Linked DNA regions of Mus musculus: region 1 is linked to region 2. The links are chromatin contacts, called in public HiChIP or PLAC-seq maps. All regions are on one chromosome and are shown on one strand. The core of a region is the stretch at or near the end of the contact, and the rest is flanking DNA. Distances in the headings are between cores, read along the strand shown. Region 1 overlaps Rin3 (Ras and Rab interactor 3). Region 2 overlaps Slc24a4 (solute carrier family 24 (sodium/potassium/calcium exchanger), member 4).

Region 1 (5,718 bases), core at 2,029-4,528, 98 kb before region 2:
TTGAATGTGAACTATCCATTGCGGGCTCATGGGTTTGAACATTTGGTACCAGCTGGTGATCCTGGTCTGGCTGCGGTGGTGCTTTTAGGAGCTGGAGCCTTGGTGGAGGAAGTGGGTCATGGCAGGTGAGCCTGGAGTTTATAGCTTGGTCCTTTTCTTGCCCTCTCTTGCTTTTTGGTGGAGATGTGGAAGATGTCCTAGTCACACATTCTCATTGCCATAAACTCTTGCCATGATAGATTGTGTTCCCTTAAACCATGAGCCCAAACAGGCTTCTCCCTTAAGTTGTTTCTGTTCGGTATTTTATCACAGGAATAAGAAAAGTGATTGACACAACCACTAACCTGCTTTCTGTGTTTGGATTTGCCTCCCCTGAGCATATCTACTTTGGAGTCTCACATGTGCTTCTGTGAGGCTGGCTTTTTTCACTAAACATGTTTCCATCCCTGTGGTACCATGAGCCATTGCTTCATTTCTATTTATAGTTGAGAAAGCTCTTTAGGTTCCTTGACTCCCATGGCTTCATTTATCAAATGGGTTTCTCCTCCTCTTCCTCCTCCTCCTTTTGGTATAAAAAATGGAACAATGAACTTGTGTCCTATCATGCTTTTGGGTCTCCTGGAAACATTGACCGGACCAAGGGAACACTTGGCCTCAAGACCTCCCCCAACCCAAAGCTGGCTAGTAATATCGCAATTCTCCTTTTGTGAAACAATGGCAGGGTCGGGGTGGGGCTAGAAGCGGAGCCTGGTGGACTCAGACTCGGAGGACTCAGAAGCCGGGCTCAGAGCGGCTTGCAGAACACAGAAGGCTGCAGAGCAGAGCAGAGGCTGTTGCTCACAAAGTCTGATGGCCCTCCCCTCCACTTCTCAGAATTCTCCATGCAGGTTTGAGTAGGTTTCAACACTCTGCTGTAACAGGTGTGTCCAGTCCTTGACTGCATGGGTCTGAGGACAACTGTGAATGCTACCCTCAAGAATCATCAAGTTACTTAAGACCTTATGAGATATTTTTTCTTTTGGTAATTTGATCGCATGGTCCTTCTGGGTGAACTTCGTCACAGTCAGCCTCTTGTTGCAATGTCAGAAGGTTGGACATGCCTGGTAGAAGAGTCACTCAATGTGCTTAGCTCAGTGCCCTTGACAGGTGACCTCATGCAGTTATCCTGAGAGCACAGAAAGGCTGGCAAAGCTGCGCCTTGCCTGTACCAGGGCCAGGTGTCTGGCAGTTTCAGGTCTTCATCTGTTCAGATGGACTGGAAAGCTAACCTCTCCTTGGCTCTGGGTAAAAGTCAGTCTGTTGAGCCCAGCTCTGTGTCTTCAGCACCGGGGACACCTCGTCAGACAGAACCTTCCAGATGGTTCCTCAGGAGAAGCATACTTGATTTTTTTTTTTTAATTTCCCATTATCAAAGAAGTCATTGCCAACAGGCCAGTCTGCGCCATCCCTGGCTTCCTGTGTGGTGACTTTCATCTCCAGCTCACTCCATGCTTGAGGTCACATTCTCTTGAGAGCAGGGCCATTCTGTTCCAGCTAGGAATTCAGTTCTCCTAAGCAGAGTGGCGTGTATCCATTCAGCAAGTGTTCCCAGGCTGTTTCTGCAGGAGGAATTTACAAGGAGCTTTGGCTATCAGCCCCAGGGACTCTTGCCTGAGTCCCAGAACAGGGCCAATGAGTATATGTGAAGTTCAATGCTTGCTGCCAGCTACTTGGTAGACCAGTGTAGCAGGGTCTGTTAAATTAAGGGGCAGTGTGGACTGGATGTGACTTCTTCTCTCACCCTGCTGTCCCCAGACCCCTCTGGGAGAAGGACAGCAGCCTGGCCTGGAAGCTGGTACATGTGTGTCTTCTGAGGTCTGCTCCTGACTTCCTCTGTGATCTGGATCTTCAGTCTTGGCTAATTTTCCTCTGTTCAGGCAACATTGGTGTCTATTATGCCTAGTGTTTTTGGTGCTGTGATCAGTTGGAGACTGTTCAGTGAACAGCTGTACCTTAATAAAAATGCTTTGTCTATAGACATGTTCTGGCTCTGGGTGCTGAAGTCCTGGGTCTCTGCCCTACCACTGGCCACAGAGGCTGTTGAAGCATAACTGTAAACAAACTACTTTGTATACCATGCAGAAGGAGGAAAATTTCTGTCCCCAACACATGTTGGCTTAGAATCTCAGCAGCTATCAGCCTTGAGATCTTGCCTTCTTCAGAGTCAGCACTGGTGAGGGTCAGTCCTAAGTCAGTGTTGGCCAAGCCTATGCCTATAGAGACCTCAGTGTGGCTAGATATTAGGAAGAGCCCAGGAAGTCTGGGTTTCTAATACTGTTATGCAAAAGAATGGAAGCTAGGGATGCCCCCCTTAGAGTTGGTTGGTTGGGCAGAGAGATAGCCAAGGGCATGAAGGCACATTCCAGCTTCCCATTGCATCTGTTCTGGATAGTACTATGTCAAAATGAAATAAGCTAGAGTTATCAGAGAGGAGGGAGCCTCATTGAGAAAATGCTTCCATAAGATTGGGCTGTAGGCAAGCCTGTATCCATGTAGGAGGGTCCAGACCACTGTAGGTAGAGCCCACCTTTTCTGCTTGTCTAGGTTCTATAAGAAAGCAGGCTGAGCAAGCCGTGTGAGCAAGCTAGTAAGCAGCACTCCTCCATGGCCTCTGCAACAACTCCTATCTCCACATTCCTGCCCTGCTTGAGTTCCTGCCCCAACTTCCTTTGATGTAGTGATGATGACGGGTAACTACACAAGCCCTTTCCTCCCAAGTTGCTTTTGGTCGTGGTGTTTCATCACAGCAACAGTAACCCTGATAAAGACAGCATCCATGATGTTTTTCCTTTTGATGAGTGCTGTGACAGGGCCAGGACTGGGACAAAAGAAGCAGGGGTGATGTTGGCCAGCCCTCAGAACTGCCTTGGTGTTGGCATTATTTTTCCCAGGGTTGCCTCTACTGTGATCCACCTGGTTATGGTCCCTGGCTACACAGGGCCCCTCTGTCTAGAACCCCGAGGATCTTCCTATTCAGTGGCTCAGCATGTCTGGCCCAGGGGCATGGTAGACTCTCAAACTAAGGTTCAGGATCCAGCATGGTGTCTCCCAAAGGCATCTCTGCAAAGGCTATTGGTATGATGGTTGGTTTTAATGTCATCTTGCCACAAGTTAGAATCTCCTGAGTCAGGAGCCTCACCTGAGGAATGTCCAGATTGTCTTAATTGGTGTGGAAAGATCCACCTCAACTGTGGGCGGCGCCTTCTGCTAGCAGCCCAGATGAAGCAGGGCATGGTGGGAGAAAGATGACTCAGCTTCTACTTGCCTGACCTTCCCTTGGGCTCTGTTGTGGTTACAGACTCCTGTGCAGCTAAGATAACCAGGGTTTCTAGGATTCCATTGTTGAGAGGACCAGTGACTCTCTGCAGGACCCCTGGAGGTCTTTAGTGCCAGACTGGGGTTGATGAAGCAGTCAGCCATGTGGTTGAGCAATTATTGGGCTCTCGGCCTCTCCAATGTGAGACAGCCACTGTAGGACCACGAAGATTGCCAAGGGGCTGGGCCTTTGAACCCAAGCAACACGCAGGTTCTTAGCCTCCCATGCGTGAGATTGTTGTTAACATTTCAGTGTAAGCAATGGAATATTCATCCTATTGGTTCCTGTGGTGGTTTAAACAGGAATGAACCCCCCAGCTGCTCATAGATTTAACTGCTTGGTCATTAGGGAGTGGCACGACTTGACAGGGATAAGGAGGCATGGTCTTGTTGGAGGAGAATTGTGTCCTGGGGTGGGCTTTAAGGTTTCAGAAGCTCAAGCCAGGCCCAGTGTCTCTCTCTACCTGCTGCTTGCAGATCTGGATGTAGAACTCTCTCAGTTCTGCTCCAGTGCCATATCTTACTTGAATGATGTCATGCTTCCCTCCATGAGTATAACAGACTAAAAGCCCCTGAAACTATAAGCCAGACCCAATGAAATGACAAATGCTTTCTTTTATAAGAGTTGCTGTTGTCATGATGTCTCTTCACAGCCATAGGACACTAAGACAGTTCTATTCTACTAGAGAACATGGACTAATACAACGGGGGACATCCCAGAACCCCTTTGCCTCAATTCCCACCTACTCTCTGGTTCTACAGGGAGGACTTACCCAGGCCCAGGTTGGAGATGGTCTCAAGTTCAAGGAAGCTGCTAGCTTCGAGGATGGCCTGGGGCAGCCGTAGAGTGAAGGGCAGTAAGTCTCTGTGAAGACAGGAGGGTCACAGTCAGGTACTACAGGGGCCAGAGTCTGCCTCCCCAGGCATTCAGATGTCCAGACCTGTGCCTCACATCCTGCGACTTCTAGGGTTTCCATGAAACCTAGACATTTCCCTGGGGCCAAAGGTTAGGGTTGCAGCTGAGGGAGCTGCCAGATCCAGATCTCGTGCCAGCTTCAGGGACCTGGAAAGAGCCAGGGGGCACAGAGAAGACTCCCTTGCTCCTCCTCCCTTGCTAAGCCCATACTTCCTTTAAGCATATTTAGTGACCTCTGACCCTTGCCCTCCATATGGAGGCAGCAAGCATGGAGGGATGCCCTGATGAGCATTTAGCTGGCTATCACCATCTGCTAGCTGCAGGGAAACTGTTGAGGGCACCATCCAGAGATCTCCAGCACCATCCAGAGATCTCCAGCAACCATTCAGACAGAGGGAAACAGACCAAGAGGGGGAAAGCGTTTTTCTCAGGCACTGTGGTGGGCTATGGGTAGATGGTGCTGGGTCCTGGTCCTCCAGACTCCAGCCCAAGGGCCCTCCAGCCCAAGGGCCATCTCCCCAGGCAGGAGAGCTGGTCTCGATTTTATGTTTTATCCTGGCATTCAGGGCCTATCCACCATCTTCCAGCCATTCCTCTCTCCTCTTTCCTTGTCTCTCTCCTGTAAGCCTGTCTCCCCTCCATAAGGCAGAAATGGACCAGAGGACTAAGATGGCACAGAATAGCAGAGCTCAAGATTAACAACCTGCTCTACTACTGGACCAGCGGCCTGCCTACTTCCTTCCTAAGCCAATCATAAGCAAAGAAATCTCATCCATCCACCTGTTATCCACTAGGCGCCTCCTCTGTTGGTCTGGAGAGCTATCTCCCTCCACCCAGGGCCATCACAGCCTCCCTGTCTTCCTCTTCTTTCTCTGTAACTCTAGGTTAAGGGTGTCTAGATCCTGGGTCTTAGAAACCCTGTAGTGTGAAGTCAATACCATGGTCACCTGTTAATGCCTAACCCCCTTTCCGGGAGTATCTTTCATGGGGGAAGAAAGCACTGTTGAGGGGTGGCTGTGGCACATTTAGGGGTCTTTGGTGAGGTCCTGGGGGTGGCTTTTGGCTTGCTCTGTTAGACAGGGTGGCACTGCATCGTCTTCAGTCATTATCACGTGACCATCCTATGAACCCGGGGCCTTCTGATGTCATCTGCTCATTCCTCTACACAAGTCTGGCCTTATCCCATCTTAGGACCTCTTCACTACCTTTATCCAAATCTACAGTTTCAAAGGTTGGCAATATTCATCTCCCATTACCTCAGTTTACCTGGGTGACTCTAGTTTGTTGATGTGGCTTTGGAAAAGTGTCTATCGCAGAGACCAGCCAAGGCCACTCAGCTCTCACCCTGCCAGTAATCTACGCTGTCATTTCACTGACTTCCTTATGATGCTGAGGCGGACCTATCCCCAAACACACGGGAGGTAGCCTGGGCCTTGCTCTACCTCTCT
Region 2 (5,927 bases), core at 2,449-4,948:
ATAGTTATGAAATGCACAGCATAGGACTGCGCATGAGAGCAGGGAGGACCTTGTTGTAATTACTCATTGTTCTGAGGACTGTCATGTCCACTATTGTCAGATCAGCGAGTGTGGAGAATTCTCTCTCCCTGGACTAGTCAGAAAGAATTGAAATGGGAACTGGAAAAGGGGATAACATTTGAAATGTAAATGAAGAAAATATCCAATAAAAAAAAAGAAAAAGAAAGAATTGAAATGTAATTGTGTGACATGACAACCCTAGTGATATGTTTGTATTTGTGTGTGTGTACACATGTGTGGGTGCATGTGTGCATGTATGTGGGTACGTGTAGAGGTCAGAGGACAGTCGTGGCTGTCATTCCTCAAATGTTATTCACCTTATTTTTGAGACAGTCTCTCACTGAACCTGAAATATTCTAGTTTGGCTAAGATGGATGTCCAGTCCCTAAAGATTTGCTTGTCTCTGCTTTCCCTAGGATGAAATTACAATTGGGCATCACTATGACCCCTTCTTTTGATCACATGGGTGCTTGGTCAAGCCATAACTGACCAGGGTCATTTCCCAGGTCCCCTGGTGACACCTTACTTGCTCAGGATAAAGTACCACAGCGGTTGCAGTTGCTCTTGCTTTGGGGTATCTTTAAGTATATACATGTCCTTGGCTTGCCCCTCACCCTGGAGGGCAAGTAACAGGGAGATGTGCCCAGCCAGGCTGAGCTGCATGAAATGAAGTATTCATGGTGCTCCAGTTTGGAAATGACAAAAACTCACAGTGAGAGCGACAGAGCCCAGCAGCAGCACCACGGAATAGACCAGACCCCGGCTGTTGATCTTCACCTGGAGAGTGAAGCACATGAGCCACAAATCTCTGAGTTGGTCGGCCAGTCTATTCTAAAAGCCCCACCTTCAGAGTATTCATTTTCTCTTTTGGGAAACAGGGCTCCTGCTGATGGATGCAGGATAGTCAGAGCCTTATGACAAATGGGGAGCCATGGGTGCAAGTCTGCACTTGGTTCATCAGGAAGTGGACTGGGATGGGGACAGGTGACGGTGGGCTTATGCAAAAGGAAGAGGCACCGAGGAAGATGCAGTAAGCATGAGTTTCCTCCTGCAGGCTAGGCTGTCACAGACGCCATCGAAGAAAGTGGATGCAAAGGGCAAAGGGTAGCACATCTCCCCAGAACTCCAGGCTGGAACTGAGAGAGCCTCGTCCCTCCCTCTGAAACATACCTATGCACTTCTTCAGGAAGTGGCAGGACTTACTGTGGATCCATAATTAATAACCATGGTCTGCAGGCCCCACGGGATGCCAAGCCCCACCAGGATATCAAACACGTTGCTTCCGATGGTGTTAGAGACTGCCATGTCTCCAAGACCTGGAGAATAAGCAACACATTCCTTCCATCAGGAGTGGATCTCAGGGAACCCTCATTCCCTCTCTGAACCCCTCTATCGGGGCTGTTCAAAAGAAGGGGAGTCCTTCTCGGGCTCTATGCTTGTAAAATATCTGTGTGGTCTAAGATTCCTTCTTTTCATGAGACCTAAAGGTTCCTTTTGTGGGTGGGATCTGTACGTGGATGTCCTGACACCACACCAGCACTTCAGATGTGGCCTTATTTAGAGGCAATGGGCTATGATGAAGGCATTAGGCTGAGTCCTGGTCCTAGAGTCCTAGGGAAAAGAGAAATCCAGATATCAACAGTACATAGGAGAAAACCATGCAAGCACAAAGGTGGCCAAATAGAGTTGGGAGAGGAAAAGGCTCATAGCTGCCAGAAGGTGCCAGCCCTGCCCACATCCTGACCTTCATTTTACAGCCTTCAGGAATGTGAGGTGTAAATACTGTTTAAGTCCCCCTGCCAACATTGGCTTTAGCAAATGAACACAGGCTCCTCCGTTATTCTCCTGTCCGACTTGACAGCTGCCGTGCTCAAGGGCCTACCGCAGGCTCTGCTCCCTTTAGTTCTCTCAGCTTTGCTGGGTTTGGGTGGGACCACCACTCTCATGTGGCAGGTGACCAAGGCCTAACCCTTTGCTAGAGGCTCAGCCTCAGGATGCTGGGCCCACATCCTTTCTACCAAGCCATGATTTGTATCTGTGCCTGGACAGTGGTATCCATGTCCTTCTCTGGGTCCACAGAGCATCAGATCTTACATTCTGGTGGTTTTGGAATGATGACCTTTCTCTTTCCAGACAGAGGCTATTGTTCAATCCCCTTCTTGCCCCACTGTCCAAGACCTTGTTGATCACACAGCCAAGGCACTTCCTCTCTTGAAGAACTAGAACAACTTTAAGAAAAGAGTTGGCAGAACTCTGATGTTGTAACCTGGCACCCACAAATGTGAGCAGAAGGCCCAACCTTGGAACACAAGTGTCTACAAACATAACATCACTTAGGTAGCTGTGACACTCATCAGAAGCCCATTCAGCATCCAGACCTGTATCTTCACCATCCTCCTGTGAGCCAGACCTCCCCTCCTGTGTTCTCATTGCTGTTCTCTGATGACCCCCAACCCCAGTGCATGCCTCTTCCTTCCTGGTGTGAAAAATTTTAGAATCTTGGCAGCTTAGGGCTCTGAGGTCTGGACTCTGGTCTAGCAGGCTCCCAGCCTCAGGTCCCATGAAGGAATGTGCTTGGGACCAACTCCTTGTACCTGGTGAGGATAGGCTAAAGATGTTGGAATTTGGAGAGGAGGGGTTGAGTGCTTCTCAGGGCAACTGTCAGAGCTGCACAGGTAGCCGGGAAGATAAGTAACTCTTTGAGGAGCCTTGGAAAGTGTGAGTCACACCTTAAGGAGTGCACATGTCACCTGGGGTTTCTGTAAGAAGCAGGTGCTGACTGAGCATGGCTGTGTAGGATCTGCGGGTTTGGATATGTCATTGGGGGTGCCCCAGTCAATACCTGCCAGGCTTTGCCTGTAGGGAGCCCTATGGAGGTTGGTGCAGATGCTCCTGTCAGAGCACCTTTGTGATTCCCTGCTTCACACAGTTGACTCTGAATGGGGCTCCGAACCCTTTGTCATAGAGACCCTTCTACTCTGACCATGTGGACTGGGTTCTGTCGATCACATCACTATTAACTTAGGACAGCTTGGCACCCCAAGCCTCAGCCTCACACACATTTCTTCCACTGTAGCTACTGTGCAACAGTTTCCTGCTATAGAACCCTGCTTATCCCTGTTCCTAAATGAGACCCTTCATTGAGCCCATTGGGACCTTGAGGCGTCTAGAATTGCAATACTTCCTGCTTGTGTCTAAGGAAAACATCCTTTTGCCTTGTCTTCCCTTAGCTCCACTCAGGGGAGACTTTGTTACCTTTGTGCTGTGGACTATGTGAGACTGACTTCCCCTAGGCTCATGTGACTGAATGTCTGAGAGGCCCCCGTGACCCTCAGTTTTCTTCTCACTCGATGTATTGTGCAAGGAGCTGTCCCTACCCTGCCTCTAATTCATGACCTCCCAGATCCTCTGGCTGTGACTGGGTTTAGAATTTTTACAGATGCCAATAAATAAAGTTATACTGAAGTAAGTGGGCTCTAATCCAGCTGTTCTTGTAAGCAGGAAATGTGGCTGCAGATACACAGAGGGACACACAGCCCATAACAGCAGAAACAGAGCCCACAGCGGGACACAGCTACAGGCCAAGCGAGTCAGAGAGGTGTGGTTCACACGGAATCGAGTAGGAATGTGAAGAGTGCATAGGCCCCACAGGCCCTGGGGCCCTGGCGTCAAACTTCCGGTAAGGTAAGTTCAATTGTGTGGAGCTGTCCTGGAAAGGGCAAAGGTCACCCAAGTAAATTCCATTCCCCTCAGCTGCTGCTTCCAGTGACCTCTAATTCTGTCAGGCACTTGCCTACCTACTCTCCCTACATGCTCTCACACTGCCTTCTCTTCAGGTCTTCTCAGCCTTTGAATCTCTTGGAGAAATGTGCCTTAATTTGCAGAGCCAACTCTTCTCCCTGGCACTGCCCTCTCCAGCCTCCATCTTGTTCCACCTGGGTCACTTCCTAAACCCCAAAGAAAGCCCATACGCAAAGCAAAACACTTCACATCTTCTAGAATTCAGGAGAACAGACAGAGCCAGTGTCTGGGAGTCCTACGATGCCTGCCTGAGTCAGACATGGCTCTCATATGTTATGGCTTGGACCTACAATGTTTCCATCAGCCTCATGTTCTGAGCACTTGTTCCTCAGATGGAGGAACCTGTTCCTTAGATGCATTGTGGAGCCGCTGGGAAGTGGAACCTAAGTTTTGACACTGGGTCACCACTTCCAGCCTCTGGTTCCCGATCCACCGCCATGTGGATACTCATTACCACCCATGCCCAATGCCACATTGTGTGCCCTGCAGTTTCTGCTGTGATGGGCTGAGCTCTCTGGAAACCACGAGCAAAGATAAAGCTGTCTTCTTTTATGTATTGTGGAGTAATTTGGTCGCAGCAGAACAAAAGTAACTAAAGCATATAATCAGTCATTTGCTGTATGACTTCTAGGTGGAGGCTCTGTCCCGTCCCACACTGTAACCTCAGGACATGTCTCCTTTAAAACAACCACATAGGAAAGCACTTTGAAAGATCTAAGGGAGTCCATCTCAGTATTTGTCAGAGTATAGCTTTTTCTTCTGGGCATACCAAGACCATCCCATATCCATCAAGGAGCAGAGATAACCTCAGCCCTGTAGTCATGGCGACGAAATGAGTGCAGTACATTGACAGAGGGGCCTGTGGTGAAGGGGGTGGGGGTGGAGTGGGGAGACTATTGACTTCTCAAGCAGGAGAGGGATGAAGATCATCAGACCTTTACCTGAGAGTCTACCTACTACTCCCTCCTGCCTCCAAGTAGCACAAAAGCCTATTGGCTCTAGCATCCTCTTGCCCACCAGGGCCTGTGCAGCTAGGATGCAGGAGGGAGTTGTGGGTGGGCTTCTTGATGCAGCTCTCACAAGGTCATCGTCCATGGTGGGGTGGGACTCATAGCAATGCAGGGAGGTTTGGGGGTTACCCATATTCCTGTAAGTGGCTCCTCCACACCCCCCCTCCCCCATGCTGGAAGTAAAGCCAGTAAACTCCCTGGTTCCCCAAGCTAGAGTTGGATGGAATTTCTTTGGTCTGTCATCAGCGCCCTGTATGGGGTGGATAGATATTTGTCCATGTCTCTCCAGGAACAGGGAAGGAGACAGGGAACTTGCCAGCGGGGGATGGGGGCTGAGGCTTAATCCATACCTTGTCTTGCCACAATTAAGCTTGCCATGCAGTCTGGAACACTTGTGCCTGCCGCCAGGAAGGTGATGCCCATGATGACATCGGGGATCCCAAGTGTGTATCCAATAATAGTCACCTGCAGAAGAGGCCAGGGTCAGGGATCAGGGCCAACTTAGAATGTAACGGCCCTGGACACTCCCTACCCTGTGTGCTATTTTTACAGTTTATTTTTGAAGACTTTTTTTTTTTTTTTTGAGGTGGGTCCTATATAGTCCAGGCTGGCCTTGAACTTGGCAATGGAGCCAAAGGTGACCTTGAACTCTGAGTCTTCCTGCTTCCATCCACCTCTTAAATGATGGGATTACAGGCATGCAGCACCACACCTGGTTCATGTGGTACTGAGGACTGAAGCCAGGCCTTTATGCATGTCAGCTGAGCCACAGCCTCAGCCCCTTAAGAAAAACTATAGGTTTTGTTTGTTTGTTTGTTTGTTTTTGGTTTTTGAGTTTTTTGTTTTATTTTGTTTTGTTTTGAGACAGGGTTTTACTATGTAGTCTTGGCTAGCCTAGAGCTTTCTAGACCAGGTCGGCCTCAAACTCATAGAGACACTCCTGTCTCTTCCTCCCCAGTGCTGGGATTAAAGGTGTGTGCAATCCCCTCAGCAAGGAAATCTTCTGTATGGCCCTGGCTCCACCACACAGTATCTGCTTATTGCTTTAACACTTTC

Evidence for each region. HiChIP or PLAC-seq counts read pairs in DNA pulled down with a chosen protein or histone mark.
Region 1: a contact with region 2 is called in an H3K27ac HiChIP or PLAC-seq map of trophoblast stem cells, with 17 read pairs. The contact joins two enhancer-like sites. A contact is called at or near these places in 6 of 39 promoter capture datasets (3T3-L1-derived adipocytes, embryonic stem cells, liver and 2 more), 1 of 15 datasets of contacts at CTCF or cohesin (CD8 T cells), 27 of 484 Hi-C or Micro-C datasets (the AML12 cell line, B cells, the C2C12 cell line and 20 more), 11 of 115 datasets of contacts at active chromatin or transcription factors (CD8 T cells, the HPC-7 cell line, acute myeloid leukemia and 8 more) and 4 of 9 other capture datasets (adipose tissue, embryonic stem cells, liver and 1 more).

What each region holds. Positions count from the first base shown.
Region 1 is chr12:102,357,206-102,362,923 of GRCm38.p6, reverse strand. Rin3 (Ras and Rab interactor 3) reads right to left here. Exons shown (of 10, transcript NM_177620.4): 5 at 4,128-4,219. Among named protein-coding and RNA genes, the nearest start is that of Rin3, 77 kb to the right of the region's middle. Within about 2 kb of position 3,278, at least 7 of the 459 cell types and tissues checked have an H3K27ac peak or open chromatin away from gene starts, as enhancers often do. A contact at or near this core is called in trophoblast stem cells, where this site is marked.
Region 2 is chr12:102,259,787-102,265,713 of GRCm38.p6, reverse strand. Slc24a4 (solute carrier family 24 (sodium/potassium/calcium exchanger), member 4) reads right to left here. Exons shown (of 17, transcript NM_001362345.1): 14 at 5,222-5,336; 15 at 1,264-1,376; 16 at 772-837. Among named protein-coding and RNA genes, the nearest start is that of Gm25203, 9.1 kb to the right of the region's middle. Within about 2 kb of position 3,698, at least 66 of the 459 cell types and tissues checked have an H3K27ac peak or open chromatin away from gene starts, as enhancers often do. A contact at or near this core is called in trophoblast stem cells, where this site is marked.